Linked DNA regions of Sus scrofa: region 2 is linked to region 1. The links are chromatin contacts, called in public HiChIP or PLAC-seq maps. All regions are on one chromosome and are shown on one strand. Each heading gives the region's core, a stretch centred on a gene start, on an enhancer-like site or on the middle of the called end of the contact. The rest is flanking DNA. Distances are from core to core; before and after follow the strand shown. Region 1 has its middle 18 kb from the start of CENPF. Region 2 overlaps PTPN14 (tyrosine-protein phosphatase non-receptor type 14).

What was found. HiChIP or PLAC-seq counts read pairs in DNA pulled down with a chosen protein or histone mark.
Region 2: an H3K27ac HiChIP or PLAC-seq map of skeletal muscle shows a contact between it and region 1. The contact joins two enhancer-like sites. A contact is called at or near these places in 1 of 5 promoter capture datasets (liver) and 1 of 2 datasets of contacts at active chromatin or transcription factors (skeletal muscle).

Annotation. Positions count from the first base shown.
Region 1 is chr9:129,026,882-129,033,334 of Sscrofa11.1, reverse strand. No RefSeq gene overlaps it. Among named protein-coding and RNA genes, the nearest start is that of CENPF, 18 kb to the right of the region's middle. Within about 2 kb of position 3,879, at least 12 of the 83 cell types and tissues checked have an H3K27ac peak or open chromatin away from gene starts, as enhancers often do. A contact at or near this core is called in skeletal muscle, where this site is marked.
Region 2 is chr9:129,167,627-129,174,079 of Sscrofa11.1, reverse strand. All of the region lies in intron 4 of PTPN14 (tyrosine-protein phosphatase non-receptor type 14), which reads right to left. Among named protein-coding and RNA genes, the nearest start is that of PTPN14, 56 kb to the right of the region's middle. Within about 2 kb of position 2,814, at least 6 of the 83 cell types and tissues checked have an H3K27ac peak or open chromatin away from gene starts, as enhancers often do. A contact at or near this core is called in skeletal muscle, where this site is marked.

The sequences.
Region 1 (6,453 bases), core at 2,630-5,129:
TCCTGTGGTCCTAGGACAGAACTTCTTATCTTCCACAGGGAAGATTTTTTTTTTTTTTTTTGCTCTAAGATTTGCTACTAAGGCCTTTGAACTGATTTGATAAGGTCTATCCTCATTATATAGGATTATCTCCTTTATTTAAAGTCAACTAAAAACTAAAAAAATTAGGTCAAGTTATTGTAGACTTTCATTACATCTTCAAAATACCTCTACAGCAACATCTGGTTAGTATTTAACCAAATGGATATGCTAGCCTAGCCGAGTGAACGCATAAAGCTAATCAGCACACCCTGCTAGAAGTATGGAGCTCTTTTTCATCTATTTTTATGTGGTTGGCATATTCGTCTTATTTTCTTACACCAGGTACCTTGGTCCAAGGTCTAGAATTTTTTTCTCCTTGTTACTCTTCAGAGTGGGACTAAGGCACTCCAGGTATGTGATAGAATTTCTAGGGTAGAGTATTGCTCCCACAAGTTTCCCCTCACTCATATTTGTCCAGTTTAAACTTTGCCAGTTAGAGATGATTTAAGTGCCAAAATGTAAACTCCACAAGGTGTAGTAATAACTATCCCGGTATCGTAAATTCTAAGCTGATCTTGGAAGGAAAAGGAAAGGAGACAGTTAAGCACAGTTTTGAGGAGGGCTCGCTCTGACTCTCAGAGGAAACTATCCTCACTGATCCCTTTTCCATCTAGTCGTACTGTTTACATCTGCTTTCATTTCCTCCTCTCTCTATTTTTTCTTTTTAATATTTATATGTGTATATATAAATATATATTTGGCTGTCCCCGAGGCATGTGGAAGTTCCTGGGCCAAGGATCAAACCAGCACCATAGAAGGGAACCAAGCCTCTGCAGTAACAGCCCCAGATCGTTAGCCTGCTGTGCCACCAGTTCTTGTGTGATGCAGCAGGTTAGGGATCCAGCATTGTCCCTGCAGTGGCTTGGGGCACTGCTACGGTGTGGGTTCCATCCCTGGCCTGGGAACATCCGCATGCCACAGGTGCAGCCAAAAAAGAAAAAGAGTTTTTTCCTCTTCCTTCTAATGACTCATAATGGTGGATATAAAATACACATTTTTATACAGTAATAGGATGAGCACACATTATAAAATGACAGAGGAAAAGATGTGGGAGAGACAGCGTCTCGATTGCGTTCCAGCGCAGGCAAAATTCGTAAGCAAATCCTACAGAAAACAATGCACAATTCTCCCCTTCCCAGCAAAAGGCGAGGCGTGAAAAACACAGACGTTCACTAACTGTAGTCAAGTGGATTTGGCCATATTTATGCTAAGGTTCCCAAACTTGGCAAAATCTAGAGTATTGACAAACTGAAAACAGGTCAAGACCAGAAATGATTTTCACATTAAAGTGCATCAATATTAAACAAGTGACACTCTCCTGGAACGTTGGCACAACTGAGTGACGAAGAAGAGGCGAGCTGGGGAGGGGACTGTGGCCCACTTGTTTTGCCTCTTTCTCCCGATAATGATCTTCCACCCAACAGACTGAGCCCCTGGGGGGAGGGGGAGGGCAGGAGTGGGGACGAAATTATCTTCTAAATTATCTTCAATTTAGTCTGCTTCGCTTTTCTGTAGAAGTACCAACAGAAGGGAACAGAGGTTGAAGTAAATGAGGTGGAAATAAGATTCTGAATTATCAGTGTATTTCAATTATCTCTGCTCACCCTTGCAGGTTGACTGCACTCAATTTCCTTTAGACTTCCCTAGGTAGGGAAGTCTAGACTCATGAGAAAGAATGATTTCTCTCTCATGCAAGCTCTAGTCCCCGTACCAAACTCTAATATTTTTAAGGAAGATTACAAAAAACTTAGGAAGGCCTAAATAGAAAAAAACATGTCTACATTTTGATTCATATAAAACGTCTTTAAGACATTTTTGTTAATAGAGAGAGGGTTTTTCCTAGTATTTCTGGACCATATGTCCGAAGAGTCCCTCCAGGTCACCTCTCTGCGTATGTGCCCCAGAGTCGAGGAAAAGAAGTAACATTATACCCCCTCTATGTACACACTTTTCCTTCAGTTCTTCCTGTCTTTGTTGGAGAAAGAGCTTCCATTCTTTTGGAATGCTTTTTTTTTTTTTAATTTTTATTTTTTTTTGTCTTTTTGCTGTTTCTTGGGCCGCTCCCACTGCATATGGAGGTTCCCAGGCTAGGGGTCCAATCGGAGCTGTAGCCACCGGCCTACACCAGAGCCACAGCAACGCGGGATCCGAGCCGTGTCTGCAACCTACACCACAGCTCACGGCAACGCCGGATCGTCAACCCACTGAGCAAGGGCAGGGACCGAACCCGCAACCTCATGGTTCCTAGTCGGATTCATTAACCACTGTGCCACGGCGGGAACTCCATGGAATGCTTTTAAATTCTCATGTCAGAGAACCTTTACCGAAGCCAAACATGGGCCTCGGTTGATTCCAGTGGATTCGGCTGAACTAAGACTATGCCTGGATGGAACAGCAGGTGAAGTCAGTTATGTTCCACCTACATCTGTGGATGTAGAAAACCATGATAAAAGCCAGGCAGGGAGATCATAAGGTTATTTATTTTTTGAAGAAAAGAAAGAATTGGACAGCCAGAAAAGAAAGGAGAAGGGCTTTTGTCTCTACAGCGTCTATAAGAAACAGTGAAAATATTAGCAGCCTGATGAGGGCGGAGAGGATGGAGAGCATCCCAGGGGAACGTTCTTTATTTGCAAGGATGCTTAGAGGATCTGGTGTTGGACCTGGAAGGGGGTGAGAGGTTGGGTTAAAGAGGTGGGGAGAGAGAATTATAAGGAGAGGTTGGAAGGGGGCACAAAGGTTGGAATGAGCACACTGGTGGGGGTGGGGGAGGATGCGTACTGAGGAGGCTTGTTTGTCTACCCAAGGGAGGGGCTGCCTCAGAAAAGGACACAAGCCTCTTCTCTGAAGGAGGGTCAGGGACGGGCCTCGCTGTGGCCCGGGCGTGGCCTGCGCTGCTTCTGTCTGGCAGAGATCCTTCATTGAGAGCCTTTGCACTGCCAAGGAAATTCGCCCCCAGATCAGCTGAGTTAAACTTCAACTCTTCCCGGCCCCACCACCAACCCTTCCGGATCTTGTCCTTTGGCCATAAGACCTTTAAAATTGCTGAAAGAATGGGGCAGAGAAGAAGAGGTTAATGGTTTTTCCTAAGCAATTCATGTGGGCATGCTATTTGAATAACTAGTGTTCTAGGATTCTCTTCATTTATTTTCCACTAGAACATTCAGCCTCATAACTACTCCTTGCAAGGACAATTCTGGAATTCCCTGTCTTTATCTGTATCTTTCTCTCTCCCTTTCTTTGTTACAAACATGCACACGCACAGCCAGAGTTTCCTGTAGGTTCTGACCTGGGCCCATGTAAGAGCACCAGCTGTAAAGGTAGCAGAGGAAATCTCAGCATTTGACTTTCAGCTCCTTATAAACATAGGACTGTGCATACAAGTTGCATACAAAAACACGGAATTATACTACTTGAAAAAAATCTGGCATTTCCCCTAGAAGGAAAAAAATAAAAATCCTGTTGGCCTGAGAATCTTGAATGGTTCTTTTTCTTTTTCTTTTCTTCCTTTTAATTCCTGAATCTTACCAAGAAGATCCCGGGGAATGATTCGCGTTTTCCAAGTGTGGGTCTCAGTTATTTTGAAACCCTCCTCTTTGGGAGCTACTCAGGTGTGTGGATCTTTGTAAAGAGATGGTCTTTGCCCAAATACCTAACTCAGTCTGCTCTCCTGTTCTCTTTCCGTGAGATCCAAATCTTTACGATGAACTTAAAAAAACAAAAAACACCTGGTCTGGCACCCGGTGCAGATTCTGCAACTCTAAGAACCAAACCATTCACCGCCTGGCCTTCGGGTCGGGTCTGCCAGCCAAGAGGGAACAGGAAGCTTGCCTCTGAGTCCAGGACTATGGAATGCAAACCCCCAAGCAGTTATTTGCTGTGGTTTTCAGCTTTGTCTTGGAAATTAAGAACAACGTGAACTCTTTTCTAAGTAGCATTTTAGTCAATAAATACCAACCTAGCACTTGAAGTCTTTGAACCTACTCCAGTAGGCACCCTTTGCACAATATTTTAACACTATATTAGTTTTTAAAGCCAATCTAATCTGGGTACAAGTGTACGGAGTGCCCAGATCGCCTGGCTCATTAGGTTGCTATTTAAGACCAAGGAAGATCAAATACCCTCACCTAAAAATCCTTAGTAGGCATTTCACTGCTTTATGTAAACCTCGGCCAGCTGCTGGACTGTTTTTCTCATGGGCCACACTAGAGTTGCAGTTTTCAGATTTGTAGAGGGGTAGGGGGCCATGAGAGAGAAAGGGCCGGAGTTTCATGCAGCTAATGCAGATGTGCATTTAGACCAAATGTCTGCTGGCAATCCAATTTAATAGCTCATTTCCAAATCCTTTCTTGGAAGAAGAATTCAGATTACATAATCATGAAAAACAAACCTGTTGCCACCCAGCATGAACTAACATGTTACAGTACTTTATGGCTGAGGGTTATTAAGCCCAGAACCCAGTTTCATGCACAGAAGAGAACACTGGGAAAATGAAAATATGCCAGTCTTGTCAGAGTAATGCCACTTAGTAGCAGTTCACTTTTCTTGTTACTTCACACTACCTTAAGACTGTGGGTTGATTAAGTAGGTTCTCATTTACTGCTGATTAAGGCCATATGATTATTAGCAACCTAAGAGCCTATTAGAGCAATGCGTTAGGTAAGCTCTTCTTAGTGGGATGACCACCTTGGGTGGTCCTAGGCATCCCGAAATTCCCACCACATGCATCCTCCTGCTGGGTTGCCTTTGCTGACACTGCAGCCCTGGGCAATGGCAGTAATGACCTTTGATTCTCGTGCAGCTGTTCACAGCACACACTGTTAAATTCACCCAAAGAAGCCTGGTATTCTGAGTCTTTAAATGTCTCAATTCCGGTAGCCTTAGAAACTAAATCTAAGCTAGATTTTAATCGATGTTTCCCAGCTTAAGAGCCATACATAGACTCTCTCCTAAGACTCTTACTTGAGGTTCCCAAAGGAAATCTATTCATATCAGCTGTGGGGCTGAGTCGATAGCCAGGCATTCAAAGGGGTTTCTTTCTCATTTCAGACAGGTAACCCAATAAAAAGAATGTTTTGTTTTTGGCCGCACCCTCGGCCTGTGGAAGTTCCCAGGCCAGGATGGAACACCAGCCACAGCAGTGTCCCAAGCCGCTGCGGTGACAATGCCGAATCCTGAACCCGCTGCCCCACAGGAGAACTCCTAAAAAAACTTTTCTGCCTCCAGCAAAAAGTTGACCTAAATTTCTATTTTCAACACAGAAGTGAAAAAAAGAAAACAATCTGACTCATCAAATTAGGCAACCACCAACTCATCATCGTATAAACTTTCCTGTGATTAACATACCTTATGAACTAACCAGGAGGTGGAAAATCCCCTTGGTTCACCCAGCAGAAAACACAGGTGATTAGAGGACCTAGCCTCTCCAGAACTGTAAGTACCAACAGTCCCTTCTGAGTACTTACCATGTGGCCCGGTACTAAAAGCTTTACACAGATTATCTCACTTAATCCTCATAAGAGCCCCGTCAAGTCGAGGAATTTGCCCGATGTCCCACGGCTGGTAGGTGGTAGGTGGAAGCCCTGGAGGTGATCCTCAGTTTGATACCCGTGGCCCTGCGCTGCACTGCGCTGCCTCCTGGTTACCAGGCAGCAGGGGAATTGAGAAGGCAAGGAAAGCACTCTTCAGATGCTGCGGACACCAGATCACCTGTATACGTCCTGAACACATCATCTGTCATCTTTGACTTTGTGTGAAATCATACATTTCTCTTGGTAATTCAAGAAGCACACGCAAATCTAAAAAGTGTTGGTTACCTGTTTGTTAAGTAGCCAAGGGTTTCTATTTTCTGGTGCTAGGATCCCAGAAGCGAAATCTCCTTGGAGGGAAAATATAAGGGGGTAATTTTATACCTTTTATCTCCCAGGCATCTGGCTAGGTGATACCAGCTAAGAGGATGGCGTGGTGCCTACAGTTCTTCCTCCTTTAATTTCCAAGCGGCAAAGGAGACAGGAATACACAGTGGTCCTTAGCTCATCTGTGGTTCATTTGTACTTCAACTCACCTCTCCGCTCCTGGACGGGGCAAAAAGGCAAAGGTTCTTTTCCCACTTTTTCTCTCCCCTTCCCTCCTGAGGACTGTCTCTCATCACATAGCTGGGCGAGTACACTCAGATGAGTTTCCACCTTTTGGAGGCCCTGTGATCCATTGTTCACAGTTTCCACATAAATTCCTTGAAACTTACTTGTGCCTAGCGTGGGGCTAGGCATTCAGCATCAGTGCTCACCTTTTTGGGTGGATATTTGGGGAACTCCATTCCTATAAAATCAGGCACTCTCTGGAGGCTGTTCGAACACTGCATCAGCTCTTGCAGGC
Region 2 (6,453 bases), core at 1,565-4,064, 140 kb before region 1:
AGAACAGTACTGTGGATAGCTCTATGCCTGGTCTGAAGGAGAAAATAAAAAAAAAAATCAATGAGTAGGAGGCAAGAATGTCCTCTCTATGGGTAGGCTATCAAGCTATGAAGGGGCCATGGAGGAACCTTAAAGGCATAGCACTTAATGAAAGAAGCCAGGCTGAAAAGGGTAGATACTATATGATTCCAACTACCTGGCATTCTCAAAAAAGGCAAAACTATGGAGACAGTAAAAAGATCAGGGGTTGCAGGGCAGAGCATAGATAAGCTAATCAGAGACACTATCCCTAATTAGAGGGAGCGCCGACGTTGCCACCATTCAGCAACTGCCAAAAGAGGCCAGTTCTTCTGTCAATGAAGTAACACCCCAGAAAGGAGTACGAAATACCAACTATGGGCTTAATAAACGTTTGAGGAATAAATGATGGAATGCAAGTAATTAATTAATTATATATTCCAAGAGACTATGATAAAAATAGACGTCCCCAGCCTATATTAAATCACATGGTTGGACACAGAGGGTAATCTGATGGTTACTGGTGATCAGGAAAGTGAGGACGGATAGAAGCGAATGGGGAGACCACAGGGGACTAGGATTCTATTTTCTTCAATCCACCTTCCTAGCATCAGAGCAGGACAGCGTGAAGAAGATGCCTTCTTCAGCTGTTCTAAGCGAGATGTGCTAGTCTACCCAACTCACACGCACCCACTAGACTCCAGGAACAACCCACTCCAGGAGTTCCTGGTGGCCTAGTGGTTAAGGATAGGGCATTGTCACTGCCATAGCTTGGGTCACTGCTGTGGTGCGGGTCCAACCCTGGCCACGGTACAGATGCCATGGGTGCAGCCACAACAAAACAAAAACAAAACAAAAAAGAAACAATCTATGATTCTATATTGGCCCAAAGTCAAGTGAAAAACCAAGCCTAGGGAACGCCCTCCAGCTGTGGAGACCTCCAGACTTAGATAAGTGTTGGAAGGGAATGATCTGCCATTGATTACATTTTTTTTTTTTTTTTTCTGTTCACAGTGACAGTCTGAGAATCCTTCCTGCCTTTAGTTGTCTTCTGCCAACCTCGTCTCTGGGTTCTGACATCTCTGTCCTCTGTATGATCAATACAGCGGCCACATCCTCCCTCCAGTGTCCCTGCCATGGAAATTATGACCTAACCAGGTTTTGTCCCTAACTAAGAGCTAACCAAGTCTAATTTTACACTCTGGCTGCTGTTTTTACTTAGCAACCAATTACATTTTAAATATTTTTCATCACTGGGCTTTAGGCTTTAATGATTCCAGCTGTAGACACCCACTTATCCCATGCTCTCTTGGTCACTTAATGCATGTTTCCTTGTATTCACAGCTTAAAAATGTCTGAAGACTAACAGAGTGACCCATAGAAAAGTATATTTTAAAACACCGGCAGACAAACAAACAAACAAAAACCCAATAAGCTGGATGGGATATTCATTAGAAATAGCAAAACAGCTACTACGTCTGCTTAGAAGTCAGAAGTATAGGAGATACCTTGAAATTCTGATGGACGACCTAAATTTCCATTGTGTGGACCTTTCGTGCCCATCCCAGCCCACTTTCTGTCTGGCCAGCAAGATCCATGCTCACCTTCTCCCCAGTCATAGCACTTCAATATCACAGACTTTGTATGTTTCTAATGATGACAGACTCAACCATCTCTATCAAGCCATAAGCACTTTGAGGGCAGGGACCACCCCTCGACTATCCACAGACCCAGTAAATGATCCCAGACCCGGTAACTGTGCAAAAAACACTATATAATCATTTACTGACTCAGAGAAGCCCCATGGGTGAAAGAGAATGCTTTTTTGGAAGGTGGCCACCCAAGGAGTTGGCATAAAAGAATAGTAGACTCAGCAGCAAAACAAAACCCGCAAATCACCTATACTCCAGGTATTGCTTAAGATAAAGCCTTTCCCAGCCACCAAAGTGGAATAATTCATCTAGCCTCTGTGTTCTCACAGCGTTTGGCAACTCTGAGGTGGTACTGACGGGGCAATGTGTTTCATTAAGTGGATTTATTTCTGCCCCCTTGGCTACTTTATAAGCTTATTTTGTACATCTTTGTATTTCACCTCAATGTCTAGCATGAAGTGGGTCTGTGCCGCATCTTTACATTAGAGCAAGACATCATGGCAGCCATACATGATGGGGCCTTACCTTAAAGCCAGTTAATTACAGACTAGCTGCAAGGAATCTTTACATTGTTCCTAGGGTCCTCTGCAAGAAATAATAAAAACCCACCGCATAGCCATCAAAAACCATGGAAAATTTGAATTGTCCACAATCGAAATCTTAACCAATTTCTCTAGATGTTAAGAAAGCAGAAGACGCACACAGTCCTTGACTGTAATAGTGCTTTACATTCGTAGAGTTGTTTTCCACGTGTTTCATGTTCAGGATGACATGTCACTTCATATTCACAACCCTCCAAGCCACTCACTACGGTTTCCCATTTACCTGTGAGGAAGGAGAGACCCAGACAAGGCAAGGGGACTTGCCAAGACTCCTGATGTTGCTGTCAAGTGCTCTTGCCATACAACATTGTAGACTGTAGTTTCCCTAAGTCTGGTGCATAAAACTTAAAGGAGAAATTGGAAGGAAGGAAAAAACTACAGAAGGTTGTAAACACATTACAACATGAAGCCACTGACCATTTACTGAGTTTTTACTGCTAGAAATGAATCCTGCTTTTCTTCTGCGGAATCTTCAAAAGCAGCTGAGAATATCAAATGTGGCAACAACTGCCAAAGATAAAATACCAAACCAGCAAACATCTCATTGCCCAAGAATCTAGCATCGTCCCAGGCTGTGCTTTCTGCCAAAACTGTCCTTGATATTTTGAGGCATGAAAATGTCTCTGTGCAATTCTTCCTCTCAAACCCCTTCTGGGGCTCAAGGATTAAAGGACTAGAGATCCCATTTGGTGACTGCAATTTTAAAATATTTTTGGAGTTTTATTTTTCTTAGAATTTTATTTGCATAGAAAGTGAAGTTTTAAACAGAGCTTCTGAATAATACTTATTACAGAAAAACGATTAACATAGTATTAGACGTTCTTTCTTCTTGTAGAATTTTAGTTTCCTAACTGCTCCAGTCTCTACACAACCCTCAATACTTAATAAACTTTAAGACAGGAGCTTTAATTTCCTAGAAGAGAAAATGATGCCCCAAAGTGACAAGGAACTATACACAGGTGCAAAGAAGCCCTTTGTTTAGGTGTGGGGGCAGGGAAGGGGGGCTGTCAAGATGGAAAGTGCAATTCCCACATCAAAGGAAATCCCTCTTGCCTTATTTCTTCTACTTCATGCAGAAGGTGCTAGAAACGCATTTCTCTTTTGCATTCTATGTTTAAGAATTTAAAAGTTATCTCATTAGAAACCAGAATAAAAACACATCATATGTTTTTTTAGAAACCAAAGACCCAAGTACATAAAACTAAGAAAGGTGCCAGTTCTGGAGAATCACTGGCTGCACTGGGCCTGAGGCCATGTTCAATGGACAGGAGTCCTACAGAAAAGTACTCAAACTCTCCCTTAAACAAAAAGCTCAGTGGGCTTCTCCAAAAAAATTAAGACTGCAGAAAATATATGGCCTCCTGTATTTTGTTAATACGTTCATGAAGCTAGCACAAAATCCATTGGTTAGTAATCATAATAAAAGCTGTCAAATTCTATTAATAGAATTTTTTTTTTTAGTCTTTTTGTCTTTCTTAGGGCCACACCCACAGCATATGGAGGTTCCCAGGCTAGGGGTCTAATCACAGCTATAGCTGCTGGCCTACGCCAGAGTCACAGCAACTCTGGATCCGAGCCGTGTCTGTGACCTACACCACAGCTCATGGCAACACTGGATCCTTAACCCACTGAGCAAGACCAGGGATCGAACCCGCAACCTCATGGTTCTTAGTCGGATTCGTTAACCACTGAGCCATGATAGGAACTCCCCTATTAATACAATGATTTCTTAATCTCGTATAGCACTTCTGTTCAAGTGAAGCCAACACAGAATCGATTTTGTAAAATATTAGATATGTACAAGTAAATATATTCAATTATTCATTATCTTTAAAAACTATAAGTATTTACTACTATCAAATGATGTACAGAACCATGCCACATTGCAAGTACATGTCATATATACGTGTAGAGTCTATATCCCCCACCGATATTCCAGTGGCTTCCTTAAAATGAGGGCTGCCCATGTCTCAGGATGTTCTCTTTTAAGACCATGGTGAATGAACTGGAGTCATACGCAGCTCAATGAACTGGAGTCATCACGACTAGATGGAGCTCCCCCACTGCCCGCATGAGGCACAAAGGGACCGTGTTCTCCGCTGTGGCAGCTGTTGGCATGCGTGGGGCTACATTCGTCCATTCAATAAAACTCAACGAGCATCTACCACAGGCCAGCGGTGGTTCTTGGCACTTGGGAGACAGCGGTGCCTAGAAAAATCCCCATCCCTGCTCTTGTCCATGTAGGTTACATTATGGTGGAGACAACAAGCAATAATGAAGTAAATAGAGAAAATCAGAGAAGAGGTACAGAGGAACAAAGGGGGGCAAAAAGGAATACGAGTAGCCAAGGGGAGGTGGTCAAGAGAGGTGTCTCTGATAAGATGAACTCTGAGCAGAGACCTGAAAGAAGTGAGGAGCCAGCCATGGAGGGGCTGGTTCCAAGCAGACAAACAGCAAGTACGAAGGCCTTCAGGAAAGTGTGCGGCGATGTGTACAAGAACGGCAAGATGGCCAGGGTGACAGAGACTGAGACAGGGGACGACACTCGGCAGGGAAGGATGGGCGAAAGACAGGGAGTCGTACAGATCCTAAAGGGCTCCCCAGGCAAAATGTAAGGATTTTGACTATTCTAAGGAAGGTGACAAATCCGGAGAAGGAACTGAGCAAAGAAGCCACATTAACTGCCATATGTTTACAAGGATACTGGCTGCTGCGTAGACCCCGGACCTGTAAGGGGTAAGGGTGGAAGTCAGGACATGAGTCAGGAGAAACGCTGGACTGAGCTAGAAGAAAAGCCCCGGACCTGGAAGGAAGCGGTCAGTCTCTGAACAGATACCAAAGGTTGGCTACAGGGTGTACAAGAAAGAATTGAAGAATGACTGCAAGATGTGGGGGCCTGAATAACTGCAGAAACATTTTCAGATAAAGCCTTCTTTCTGGAAAATTAATAGATTGCTCTTTAACAGCTCGATGTGGGCAAAATGGATTTAACTTTTGGTTAAAAAATTACAATCAGATAATCTTTCCCTATTACAAGCTCTTCAAAACACTTCAAACATTTGACTTAATCTTTTTTTCAGTTTGGAGGAGGTGTCTTTGACATAGGAAGAAATTCACTCTTTTTTCATCATTCTGCTTCCTCTCCCACGTCCCCCCTCCCACCCCCAATCCTCTACTCTGCATGTCTATAGAAGAGATACCTCTACAGAATGAAGGTCCTAGATATTTCCACCTGTTTTCTGTGATGTGCATTTTGAGTTCTGATCAAGAACAGCGAGGAGGACCACGTTTGTAGCAAACATGGATTGAGCAACGGGTCACGTGGTAGGAAGTGAGAAAATAGCACTCTTAACCAGTCTTTGCAAAACCCCTGGGAAACCCAAATCATGGGCACTTCCCATTGATCCCCATTCTAAAACCACCATACTTGAAAAAAAACAAGTTCACCAGCACCACCGCCATCACCAAACTAAAGAACAATAATAATAAAAATACTTCTGCAGTATAACCTGATAAAAAAAACACGTACTAAAAAGATTAGGAAGAGAAAAAAAAAGTTGTTTGTGTAATTAAGAGTTACTAGTCCATGCATTTTCTGTTAAATTTTATCTTTATGAAAACTCAGAGCCACTATCGTCTTTACACTGGCAACTAAGTCCTGTACCCATTCCAAACAGAACTAAGCCCCAAGAATTTTTGCACTTTCTCAAGTTAGGATATTCTATATCTCCATCAAGTCTTACATAAAGGAATGACCAGCACTGTAGACAGGTATTTCCTCATCAAAGTCATAATCATAGATTTAACTCAAGCGTAAAGAGGAATTTGATCAAAAGCTTATTTGAAGAAGTACGAACATAGGGGACCTTCTATAGTTTATTATGTGCACATATGTCTATATAAATACCTTGTATATGCTTATCATCTTCTCTGTAAAGAGACATGTAATAACCATTATGTGGAAAGAAACCATTTGGTGGATATGAACAGCACTGTTTCACAATTTTTTTAGAGAGTTTGGCAGCTGATTTTAATCATTCGGATAACTAGGTACCATACGCTCTTACAAGTCCCAGAATTTTATAAAAGGGAAGGAAACATTCATAAACTACTACAAGTATTTCAAAAATATAAGGTGAATGAGGGCAGAGACTGGCTATTTTGTTAACTGCTGCATCTCT